2 separate regions of the Capra hircus genome follow, and region 2 is linked to region 1. A link is a contact called in public Hi-C data. All regions are on one chromosome and are shown on one strand. The core of a region is the stretch at or near the end of the contact, and the rest is flanking DNA. Distances in the headings are between cores, read along the strand shown. Region 1 has its middle 10 kb from the start of PSMB9. Region 2 overlaps TAP2 (antigen peptide transporter 2).

Region 1 (5,844 bases), core at 2,428-4,927:
TGCTCCCTCAAGACTCATATGCCATCTCCTCCCTGAAATCTGCAATAATTAGCCCAGCCCGACATTTAACACTTAGGACGTTGTTTGACGTTTGAATAACTGTGTTCAGCAGGCTGAGCTCTGGACCTATCTTTGCCAGGCATTTCCTGAGTGACAGGACAAGCTACTCCCCTTCTCTGAGCCCTTGTTTTCTCTTCCGTCAAATGGGGTGTTGAGTGACTTCTGAGATGCCTTATAGCTTTGACAGTCAATGCCATTTTACACACACGTGAGCAGTTAAGAGGTATATTTAACAGAATCCTAGTGGGCCACGTGGGAAGCTACTGTTCGCTTTTCTTTCCATATCTCGGGCGAAACATACAAAGCACCCTAAGACATCCCTATGTTCTTGGTAGTGTGTATTCGGTTTGGAGAAAACGAATCTAAAATTACTGTTGCCTTGAGTTCTTTCTAGCCACGAGATTTAACTTATTTTGAAATTCAGTGTAATAGTTTGAGTATATTTTTCCTGCTGATCACAACTCAGAACACAGAGAGTAGACAAAAGCAAGCACTAAACCACTCTGAAAAATAAACAAAAAACAGGTGGATTGTGGAGAGACTCAAAACGGGGGGAGGCAGCGTTCTGGGGGGGGAAAGGAGGGCTCGGAGGCTTGTCCTCTCACGGCTCTGCCCTGAAGTCCGGCATCGACTGCAGAGCTGCACTGCTGAGCTGCATCTCCAAGAAAAACACTATGGTTCTGGCCAGAGGAAGTGAGAAAGCAGGCCCTGTGGGCCGGAGGGCGCAGGGGAATCTCCCAGATGAGAGAGCTGGGGATGGGGACTCCCTGACTCAAGGGATGAATCCTTGTGACGACCTGAACTGCACATGCGTGCCACAAAACCAGGCAGCACAGCAGAGGCCTTGAGAATGTAATGTAGATACAAGCGTTTAAAGACCAGAGGGCCGGCTTTTCCTTTGCTGGCTAAAAAATTTGCATTGTTGTGCCCCTCATTCCACAAAGGGCTTGTAGTCCTTACAATGTAAACAGGAGGAGGAGGAAAAGAAGAAGAAAATAATTAGAGAAAAGATGAAGAAATAAATGAAGCCAAGAGGTAAAACTAAACTTCAACATGAATATCTCTTTTTTAAAAAGAGGAGTGATACGCTGGAGCTGTCTTGAACAGCCTAACAAGAGCAGATTGTGAAACACTCAGGAGATTCGAAAGGCAGCTGTTAACCACAGGTAGTTTGACATTGACCATGGCAGAAATATTTATACTGCAGAAACCAGAAATGCTACGTATCAGAACTTGGGTTTTGTTTTGTTTTTTACCCCAGAAAGCCAGTTTACTAGGCCATGTATTGACCAGCCAGCTCTCCACGAGCTTAGTTAGTTTTAAGCTACAGGGTAGTGAAAGCAAAAAGGAAATGAAATCAGGTACAAGATTCAAAAGATTCATTTAAAAAGCAGGGACCTCCCTGGCAGTCCAGGGGTTAACACTCTGCGCTGTCAAGGGCCCAAGTGCCACCTGGTGTGGCCAAAAGATTAAAATAAATAAATAAAATGAATATGAGGAGGAAGGCTTTATAAAAAACTATAGAGACTTCCCTGGTGGTCCAGTGACTTAAGAATCCATCTTCCAATGCAGGGGATGCAGGTTTGATCCCTGATCAGGGAACTAATAAGCCCACATGCCACATTGAAGACCCAGTGCAGGCAAAAAAAAAATGTTTTTAATTTTTTAACTAAAAAAAGTTTTTAATTAAAAAAAGTTTTTAATTTTTTAACTAAAAAATTAATAAAACTTCTAAGAATATTTTAAAAATAATAATAAAGGAAGAAAGAAAGTCATCCAAAAGCACCTATATATATAATTTCTCAAGTTACATAGAACATTTACTGAAAGAGAATATGCATGATCCCATAAGCTCCAATAAACTCCAAAGTATTAATATCTTTGAAACCACACTCAGCAGCCACACTCTATTAAATTGGAACTTGACAACAAAAGGACACCTAAAATTCTCATGGTTTGCAAACTAAGAAAAATGTTGATAAATAGCAGATTTAAAAGCTAGTCGTAAAAGAAACTCATTCAGGAGCACAGGGTAAAACTGTTAGCTGCCGAATTCTGGGAGACACGATTAAAGGAGTACTGGGAATTTTATAACTTCAAATACATTTATTAGAACCAAAAAAATGTTTAAAATAAATGATGTAAAAATTCTCCTAAAACTTTGGGAAAATAACAAGCAAACCTAAAGAAATAAAGAAGGACATTTTTCTATGGTGGTATCTTACCCACGGCTCTGTGCTGTGTGTTAGTCACTCAGTCGTGTCCGACTCTTTGTGACCCCATGGACTGTAGCCCGCCAGGCTCCTCTGTCCATGGGATTCTCCAGGCAAGAATACTGGAGTGGGCTGCCATTTCCTTCTCCAGGGGATTTTCCAGACCCAGGGATCAAACCCGGGTCTCCTGCATTGCAGGCATTAGTTACCTATTGCTGTGTAACAAATGACACTGAAATTTAGCAGCTTAAGGTAACAATCATTTACAAGTGGGCATTACTAGGATCACAGGGGACATTTAAATATGAACTGGGCGTTAGATAATGTTATATCCTAAGTGAGTGTCTTGGAGGTGATGTTATTCTGCTTCTGTAGAAGAAATGTCCTTATTCTTAAAATACACATGCCAAACTATTCCAGGGTAAAATGTCATGATGTCCATAAATGTTCTCAAATGGCCTAAAAAAAATAGTTCCTCAACAGGAAACAGATAAAGAAAACATAGCTTATTAATACAACAGAATACTACATAAGCAATGCATATTAATGAACTACTGATAATGCAACAAGATAAATAAATTTCATAGAAATAATTTGAGTAAAAAAGCCACACATACACAAAGCTACACAATACAGTATGTTTTGAAACAACAAGGTCCTACTGTATAGCACAGGGAACTATGTTCAATATCTTGAAACAAACCATGATGGAAAAGAATATGAACAAAAATGTGTATAGCTGAGTCATTTTGCTGTGCAGCAGAAATTAACACATTGCAAATCAAGTATACTTCAATAAAATTAGAGAAAGAAAAAGAAACAGTATATCTATTGCTGTGGAACAAACCACCCCTAGACTTTGAGGCTTAAAACAAAGCTAATCATTTTATGATTTCTTGTGAGTCTGGGGGTTAACTGAACTTGCAGAACTAGTGATGTAACCCATGAACCAAAGCATTTATCACAGCAGCCACTCCACACAGCCTCTCACAATTCATGTAAGGACACTGGTTATGTGTCCCATCAGACTTGAACACCTTAAAAATATCGTAAAATTTCCCCTGACTTTCTGGGTCCTGCCTTTCCACAGTACAGTTTGGAAAGCCAACTGCTGCTGGCCCTCTTGGAAGTCAGGGCACCAATAGAGGACCTAAGTCCTACTTTTGGAAAAAAATCAAATTTGGGCTTCGCTGGTGGCTCAGTGGTGAAGAATCCCCCTGCCAATGCCGGAGACACAGTTCGATCCCTGCTCCGGGAAGACCCCACATGCCTCGGAGCAGCCAAGCCCATGAGCCCCGACCACTGAGCCTGCGCCTTAGAGCCCAGGAACCCCGACCACTGAGCCTGTGCTTTAGAGCCCGGGAGCCCCAACTACTGAGCCTGTGCCTTAGAGCTCGGGAGCCCTGACCTCGGAGCCCACGCACGCCAGCTACTGAAGCCTGCGTGCCCCAGAGCCCGTGCTCCGCAACAAGAGAAGCCCCCGCGGTGAGAAGCCCCCACACCGCAATGAGGGGTAGCCCCCGCTCGCCATAGCAAGAGCAGCAACAAGGACCCAGCACCGCCAAAAATGAATAAAAAAATTTTAAATAAATCAAATTCATGCACCTGAGACTCAATTCACAGTTAAGCAACAGGAGGAAACGGGAATCTCCCTCCATTCATTTCACTGGCAAAGGTGATAAGAAAAGCAACTGGCTTTGGAGAAGCAGGGTGAAAAAAGGTGAAGTTCCTGACACAGAAGTGGCTTCGAAGTGGTTTCAGTGGTTGTTGCTGTAAAGTCTAATTCCTGACGACACAGCAAACAGCAGCCTAGATATAAGCAGAAGTAAGGTGGTTTATCAGACCTGTTCTGGCTGGCAGTTGCAGGAGGTGCTTTATCTGTTTATAGAGCCTCCCATATGTTGCAGAAATGTATTTTTTAGACTTTTTAAAGTGTTACCAAACATTAATCGGAATCAGGAAGAATACAAGAGGCCAGATTCAAAGAGTATTTGCAAACCAAAGATGTACATAGTCTGGGGAAATGGCTGTTAAGAGATTCAAAATGGTTAATGTACTACAAGCAATAAAATCGTAACCATGGACTTATCTTCCTCACCAGAGAAAAGGCGAAGTCATCAGACCTTATCAGCTTTCTACACATCGACCTCTCATGGTACAGGGCCAGCTGGGTTTTTTAGTCAAGTTACAATCCTTGAAAACACTCGGATTTTAGTCAGGCAGGATTATGAGAAAATGTTCACATACAATATTAATCAAGAAAGCTGATTTTTGCCTTATTTCCAATTTTTGGAATATTTTTCCTATATGAGTCCTACCCTTAAGGTAGTGAGCTGGCCAAATAAGATTTTCCAGGAATGTTCTAACTGCATGTCCTTAATCTGACAAGCTCTTTTATATGGCCTGTTTTAGAATAAGATGTGACGATCACCTTGCTGTGTGGCTAACAAATAGAGGTCTCAGTGATATTAAGACTAGAGAGTTGTCATCTCTCTGGAAGACTTTTGCCCATAAGGTCATAGTTTTATTTACCCCTTTGATGACCAGAAATAATTTTATTGCCATGTATCAACTTACTGATTCCAAGAACCCTCCCCCAACTCACCTTCCCAGAGCTTTGCTGATAGGGCCTTTCACTGTGGATGCAATCTCATTTTCTCTGAGACACCCAAAGTTCATCAATGATCCTGGCTCACCAGAAATTAACATCCTCTCTGGGCCTTCCCTGGTGGTCCAGTGGCTAAGACTCCATGCTCCCAATGCAGGGGTCCTGGGTTCAACCCCTGTTCAGGGAACTAGATCCCCTATGCCACAACTAAGACCTGGTGCAGTCAAATAAGGAAATAAACATTTAAATAAACAAAAATAAAGAACATCCTTTTCCCCTGTCAGGCAGGGACTTAATAAACTAGGAACTGACGTGCTCAGAGGATTTTGTAGGCCTTGTTCCATATATAAACTTCAGTCCTTTCTCTTATTACTGACTGGTCATACCCAATTAAATGAGATTTTCCTTTCTATGTGACATTTCTGGCCTGCTCAGGATTCCGAATTAGGGGATGTGAACCACTGCTTACCACTACGTTGCCATAAAAACAAAGCAACCCATAAAAGCACTTTTCATAGTATTTGCAGAGAAGAACCATATACGAGATTTTCTATAGAATGATCATATATTCCACCAGTGAGGCTGGCCACAAAAATATTTTATTGTCTCTAGAGGTATGGTAGCTCTAAAAAGCAAAATTTGACTCACTATCCTTTAACCAAGAAGAGTTGGGATTTTTCTAAGCTTAAAAATTGTAAAAGCATTTGTCGGAATTCCAGTCATTAGGGTCATCATTATATTTCATTTTTCCTGAGTAGTTACATTTTTCAGTCTATAGTAAGATTTATGAGAGGATACTTTTCCTGAGTTCTGAAGTTTCAGTGGAACAAGAAAGACATGGTTCAGAGAACACTGAGTTTCATTTTCACAGGCACAGGCTAAAGTTGAGGATTATAGATAGATAAGAAGAAAATAGAATGGCTTATTCACATGCTTATCAGAAAACAGAACATTTAACACCAT
Region 2 (5,844 bases), core at 1,122-3,621, 36 kb before region 1:
ATTTCGCCCTCAGTGAAATTTGAGCAATTAACAGGTGTGGAACAGCAGGACAACCGCAGATGAAGTAAAGGTTTACACGCATAGGAAGTTATTTACTCTGGCCTCACCCTGATCCCAACAGTTGCCAGGCAGAAACAAACCCAAAACAACAAAAGTTCTGGTGAGTTCAGGGCGAGTCTGGAAAGTACCTGCTACTTCTGGGAAAGTGAAAGTTTTAGTTTTCTAAAAAATAGCAAATGTAAGACCTTCCATGAACCAGTGACATGTACAGCTCTGGAATGTCAGTGATTTGTATGTGTAAGGAATATTGAGATGGAAGACAGTAGAGGAAGGAGATTCATTCATTTACCCAAAAGAGTTATTTATCATTCAATGTGAATGAAGCCCTGTGCCAGGCAGTAGACATAAAGCTTAATAAGACAGGTGGCCTCCCCTGCAGGGGCTCATGGTCTAGTGTAAGGACGGAGGTCAACGGCGGGGGTGGAGACTTTAATAGGGACAGTGAGCCCCTGGAACACAGCAGCAGGAGCACGTGGAAAGGAGCTCTGAGACAACTAGAGAAGGATTCCTGGGAGACTTAAACCCTGCTGCTGCTGGTGAATCTTAAAGAACTAGGGCCTAACGGGGAGAGCCATTTTGGGAATGGCAGGGCGCGCCATATACGGAGGCACAAAGATATCAGGAGGGCAGGAAGTTTGTCATGGATGGAAAGTCCTTTCCAAAAGGAAAAGCAGAGAGAAATGGGCTAGATAAGCTGTGTTTCTGGGGAGGAAATATCAGTGCAGCAAGAGTAGGGACATAGGAAGGATTTTTCAGGAGTGATACTGCTTTACTTGTCCCCTAGAAAGAAAAATGACTTCATTAACGTCTGGAAGAGATGAACCAATGATAGGGGAACCTCTTTGGACATGAGATCATTCCCTGGTGGCTCAGATGGTAAAAAATCTGCCTGTGATGCAGGAGACCCAGGTTCGATCCCTGGATCAGGAAAAACCCCTGGAGAAGGGAATGGCTACCCACTCCAGTGTTCTTGCCTGGAGAATCCCATGGACAGAGGAGCCTGGGGGGCTACAGTCCATGAGGTCGTAAAGAGTCATACAGGACTGAGTGACTGACCCTTTCACTTTCACAACACAATGAATGAAAGTTGTAACAATGGAATTAGAGAGAAAATAAGGGATTCAGAGCTGTTCACAACTAGAAGTGAAAGAGCTTTAGGAGATTGATTATACAGTAGACTATAACAAAAGATGCATTATAATTGGTTGAGAGTGTGGATTCCTGGGTCAGGCCTGGATTCCAAGTCCAATTCCACCACTGTGCAACCTTGGGAAAGTCCTTTAATCTCTTTGAGACTCAGTTTTCTCATACATACAATGGGTATGAGGGTAAACAACCTCAACAGGTTGAGGATAAGGATTAAAAATGATAATACATGGAAAAGACTTCACATATTTCCTACACATATTAAAACACTGTACACAGTAGCTGTTATCAAAGTTTTATTAAAACTGTTAACTAACAGTGCGCTGCTCCCCCATATCCTAGTGGACCCCAAAATATCAGACCCTGGTGGGAACTGAGAAAAATATAGGGAAGGGCAAACTCATGAATATTTATGTATCTCAAAGAACAATCTAAAGACTGATCAGACAGCCAGCAAAATAGTCTTGGCGATTATCTCTGGGACATGAAACAGTGCATAATTTTACTTTTCTCCTCCTTACCTGTCTCTATTGTCTAAATTTACTATACAAATGTATGCTATTTATGTAAGAAAAATACTTTTAAATATATTCAAGATGCCACAATACAGTACTCAGCACCAGGCAAAGCTCTGTTCGTCGAGGATGCAGACAGATACCACGTCTCCCATCCCCCGCCCTCCCACGGCCCCAGCAGAAGTACCCACGGTCTAAATCCAGCTCCAAAAACAACCAGCCGGGGGAACACCCCCAGGGAAAGCCAAGGCAGGAGCTATTCCGGGTCACTGAGACGGCCCTGGGCGGGGCCGGGGGTGTCTGGGGTCTCCACGCTCCGGTTCTGCTGCACCAGCCAGGAGTAGAGGTCCTGCCCGTCCACGAGCTGCTCGGGGCTCTGCAGCCGCCCCTGCCTCAGCACCAGGACCTGGTCGGCGCTCTGAACCGTCTGCAGCCTGTGGGCGATCACCAGCACCGTGCGGGCTCCGTGCGCTCTCCAGTCCTGCAGCTGAAGGGGGAGGATCGCGATGCCCCGGGTGCCGGGTCAGAAGGGGCTGGAGGCCCGGGGCCCACGGGGCTTAGGGGGAAGAGGCGTGAGCCACGAGAAGGTAGCACAGAGCAGAAGAGCAAGGTCAGCTGCCCTCCCCCGTCCCGGGTCAGGCAGCCTCAGAGGATAGGGGAGGCCCCCGCCGCCCCGGCCCCAGGAGGCGTCCCGCCGGCCCGCACTCACAGCCTGCTCACACTCCACGTCCAGGGCACTGGTGGCTTCATCCAGGATGAGCACGCGGGGGTCCCGCACGAGGGCCCGGGCGATGGCCAGACGTTGCTTCTGCCCCACCGCCAGCTGGCTGCCTTTCTCCCCCACCTCTGCGGAGACCGAGAAAACGCCCTCTCCTCAGAGACGGCCCGGACAACGCCCGCTTCACAGGCGCGGCTGGCGCTTCCACAGGCACCGCGCCGGAGGACGAGTGCGCGTGGACGGGGGCGGCGGGGGGACCTCCGGGGCGGCAGCTTCTCTGGGAACAGGCCCCCGAGGGGTCGGGAGGCCTCCGCGCGCAGCGCGCGGGCGCAGGGGGCGGCGCCGTGGCCGCGGTACCTGTATCGAGCCCGAGCGCCAGCTCGCGGATGAACTCCTCCGCCCGGGCCGCCCGGGCCGCAGCCAGCACCTTCTCGTCGCTGCAGCCCTCCAGGCCGTAGGTGATGTTGTCCCTCACCGAGCCCGAGAACAGCACGGGCTCCTGCCCTACCAAGACCACCTGAGCGGAGGCGACGGGAGCAGACTGTGCGGAAACCCACGCGGCGGGGACCCGCCCTTGCTCCCCGCCCGCCCCGCTCACCACGGAGCCTCGGGTGCCCGCCCCACGCCCCTGCCCTGCCCTGCCCTCTGCCACCCTTCCCCGTCCTCCCCACCTGACGGTGCAGGTAGTGGTGCTCATACTCGGAGACCGGCTTCCCGTCCAGCAGCACCTGGCCCTCGGTGGGCTGGTACAGATTCTGCAGCAGCGCGGCCACCGTGCTCTTCCCAGACCCGTTAGGCCCCACCAGCGCCGTCATCTGCCCAGGACTCAGGGTGAACGTCAGACCCTAGAACAGCCAGGGAAGAGTCAGAGGCCTGCCCCTTCCCCCGGCCCCCCCTCTCCTTGGGGCCGATCATCCGCGCAGGGAGTCAGGGGCCCAGGCTCCCCGATCGGGCACCTGGAGCGCAGGCTGGTCGGGGCGACTGGGATACGCAAAGGAGACGTTCTGGAAATTCACCCTGCCCTGCAGAGTGGGTGGGGCCAGAGTCCCCGGTGGAGGCAGATCTGGCTTTCGGTCCAGGTAGCAGAACACCTTCTTGGCTGCCCCCACGTTGCTCAGCATGTCCCCAAACATGTACACCAGGGTCTGCAAGACAGGAGGGCGGGGCTCAGCTAAGCAAAGGCAGCTGCGCCACGAACCAGCTTCCCAGCTCCTAACGCCAGCCACGCCACACTCCACCCCGGCTGGTCTTCTCCCCTTGTCCCAGAAAGATCACCAGCTTTAATTTAAAAAAAAAAAAAAACTGTCTTAGAAAAGATTTTTTTAACTGGAGAAAGGAATGGCAACCCACTCCAGTATTCTTGCCTGGAAAACTGCATGGACAGAGGAGCCTTGCAGGTTGAAGACTCCGATGCAACTGAGCAACTAACACTCACTTTCCTGAATAATGAGGCAGATGGCTTCCATATGAGATAACTAGTATAAGAGTCTTAAAAAAAAAAGATTTTTACAAAAAATTTTGGCTGCCCCAGGTGGCAAGTGGGACCCTAGTTGCCCCACCAGGGATCAAACCCATGCACCCTGCAGTGGAAGCACAGAGTCCTAACCACTGGACTATCAGGAATAAGTGTGCAATTTGACTCAACTTAAAATGGGCAGAAAGTGAAGAGGAACTAAAAAGCCTCTTGATGAAAGTAAAAGAGGAGAGTGAAAAAGTTGGCTTAAAGTTCAACATTCAGAAAACGAAGATCATGGCATCCGGTCCCATCACTTCATGGGAAATAAGACGAGAAAACAGCGGAAACAGTGTCAGACTTTATATTTTGGGGCTCCAAACTCACTGCAGATGGTGATTGCAGCCATGAAATTAAAAGACGCTTACTTCTTGGAAGAAAAGTTATGACCAACCTAGATAGTGTATTCAAGAGCAAAGACATTACTTTGCCGACTAAGGTCCATCTAGTCAAGGCTATGGTTTTTCCTGTGGTCATGGATGGATGTGAGGGTTGGACTCTGAAGAAGGCTGAGCTCCGAAGAATTGATGCTTTTGAACTGTGGCGTTGGAGAAGACTCTTGAGAGTCCCTTGGACTGCAAGGAGATCCAACCAGTCCATTCTGAAGGAGATCAACCCTGGGATTTCTTTGGAAGGAATGATGCTAAATCTGAAACTCCAGTACTTTGGCCACCTCATGAGAAGAGTTGACTCATTGGAAAAGACTCTGATGCTGGGAGGGATTGGGGGCAGGAGGAGAAGGGGATGACAGAGGATGAGATGGCTGGATGGCATCACTGACTCGATGGACGCGAGTCTGAGTGAACTCCCAGAGTTGGTGATGGACAGGGAGGCCTGGCGTGCTGCGATTCATGGGGTCTCAAAGAGTCGGACACGACTGAGCGACTGAACTAAACTGAACTGAAAATGGGCACCAATACCCCATTATTCCAATTTGTAATGTAAAGGATGGAGACCTCTTTACTCCTCCCATCCAGCATCACCTTCATCTCTAGATCTTTCCAGCTACTGTGCTGTGTTACTTGTACACAGCTATCTAGCCTGGTGAGACAGGGATTCCTTAAATGCAAGCACTGTGCCCACCTCATCTTTGCAGCCACCAGACTGCCTCACACAGCTCTCCACACGTAAGAGATGTTTATACAAATTATAAACTAAAGCCCCAGGTGCAGAAACTAATTACTTTTCAAAACTGGTTTATATAAGGAGGGTGTCCCAGGACGCTCAGTGGTAAAGAATCTGCCTGCCAATGCAGGAGACAAAGGTTCAATTCCTGGTCAGGAAGAATCCCCGGAGGAGGGCATGGCAACCCACTCCAGTATTCTTGCCTTAATAGCCCATGGACAGAGGAGCCTGGTGGGCTACAGTCCATGGCGTTGCAAAGAGTCGGACAGGACTGAGCAACTGAGCACACGTCTATAGGGAAAGAACTAAATACTCATTCTGCCTTTCCTAATCAAACTATACCACTCAGCAGCTTATCAGCACATGAGAAGACATCTCCCCTGAGAGATGCATCCTGGCTAATAAATGAAGGAATGGCACCAAAAATGTCACCATTTTTGCAACCCTGAATAATTTAATAGATCGTGACACTAAGCTTTATCACCACAGATGTATATGAGAGAGAAAAAAAGAGATCAATATAATACATACCTCTACGGAACATGTGGAAATCTGACCACTGACTGTATTTGGTGAGGTTATTAATTTTTTTGGTATGATTATGGCTTTGTGGTTATATATTTGTAATGTTAACATTTAGAGACACATATTTACAGATGAAACTATATCTTGGCTCTGATTCAAAGTAATATGGGTGGGGAGAAGTCAGTGGGTGGTACAGGTGAAATAACATTGGCCATGAGTTGATAACTGTTAGATGTTGGGAG

Evidence for each region. A called contact is a pair of places that touch in the nucleus more often than the background predicts.
Region 2: a Hi-C map of liver shows a contact between it and region 1, with 5 times the contacts expected there. The contact joins two enhancer-like sites. A contact is called at or near these places in 2 of 5 Hi-C or Micro-C datasets (blood and liver).

Annotation. Positions count from the first base shown.
Region 1 is chr23:41,483,729-41,489,572 of ARS1.2, reverse strand. No RefSeq gene overlaps it. Among named protein-coding and RNA genes, the nearest start is that of PSMB9, 10 kb to the left of the region's middle. Within about 2 kb of position 3,677, at least 1 of the 5 cell types and tissues checked has an H3K27ac peak or open chromatin away from gene starts, as enhancers often do.
Region 2 is chr23:41,518,583-41,524,426 of ARS1.2, reverse strand. TAP2 (antigen peptide transporter 2) reads right to left here. Exons shown (of 12, transcript XM_018038903.1): 8 at 3,396-3,584; 9 at 3,111-3,284; 10 at 2,797-2,956; 11 at 2,431-2,567; 12 at 1,490-2,208. The coding sequence ends at 1,978. Among named protein-coding and RNA genes, the nearest start is that of TAP2, 7.3 kb to the right of the region's middle. Within about 2 kb of position 2,371, at least 1 of the 5 cell types and tissues checked has an H3K27ac peak or open chromatin away from gene starts, as enhancers often do.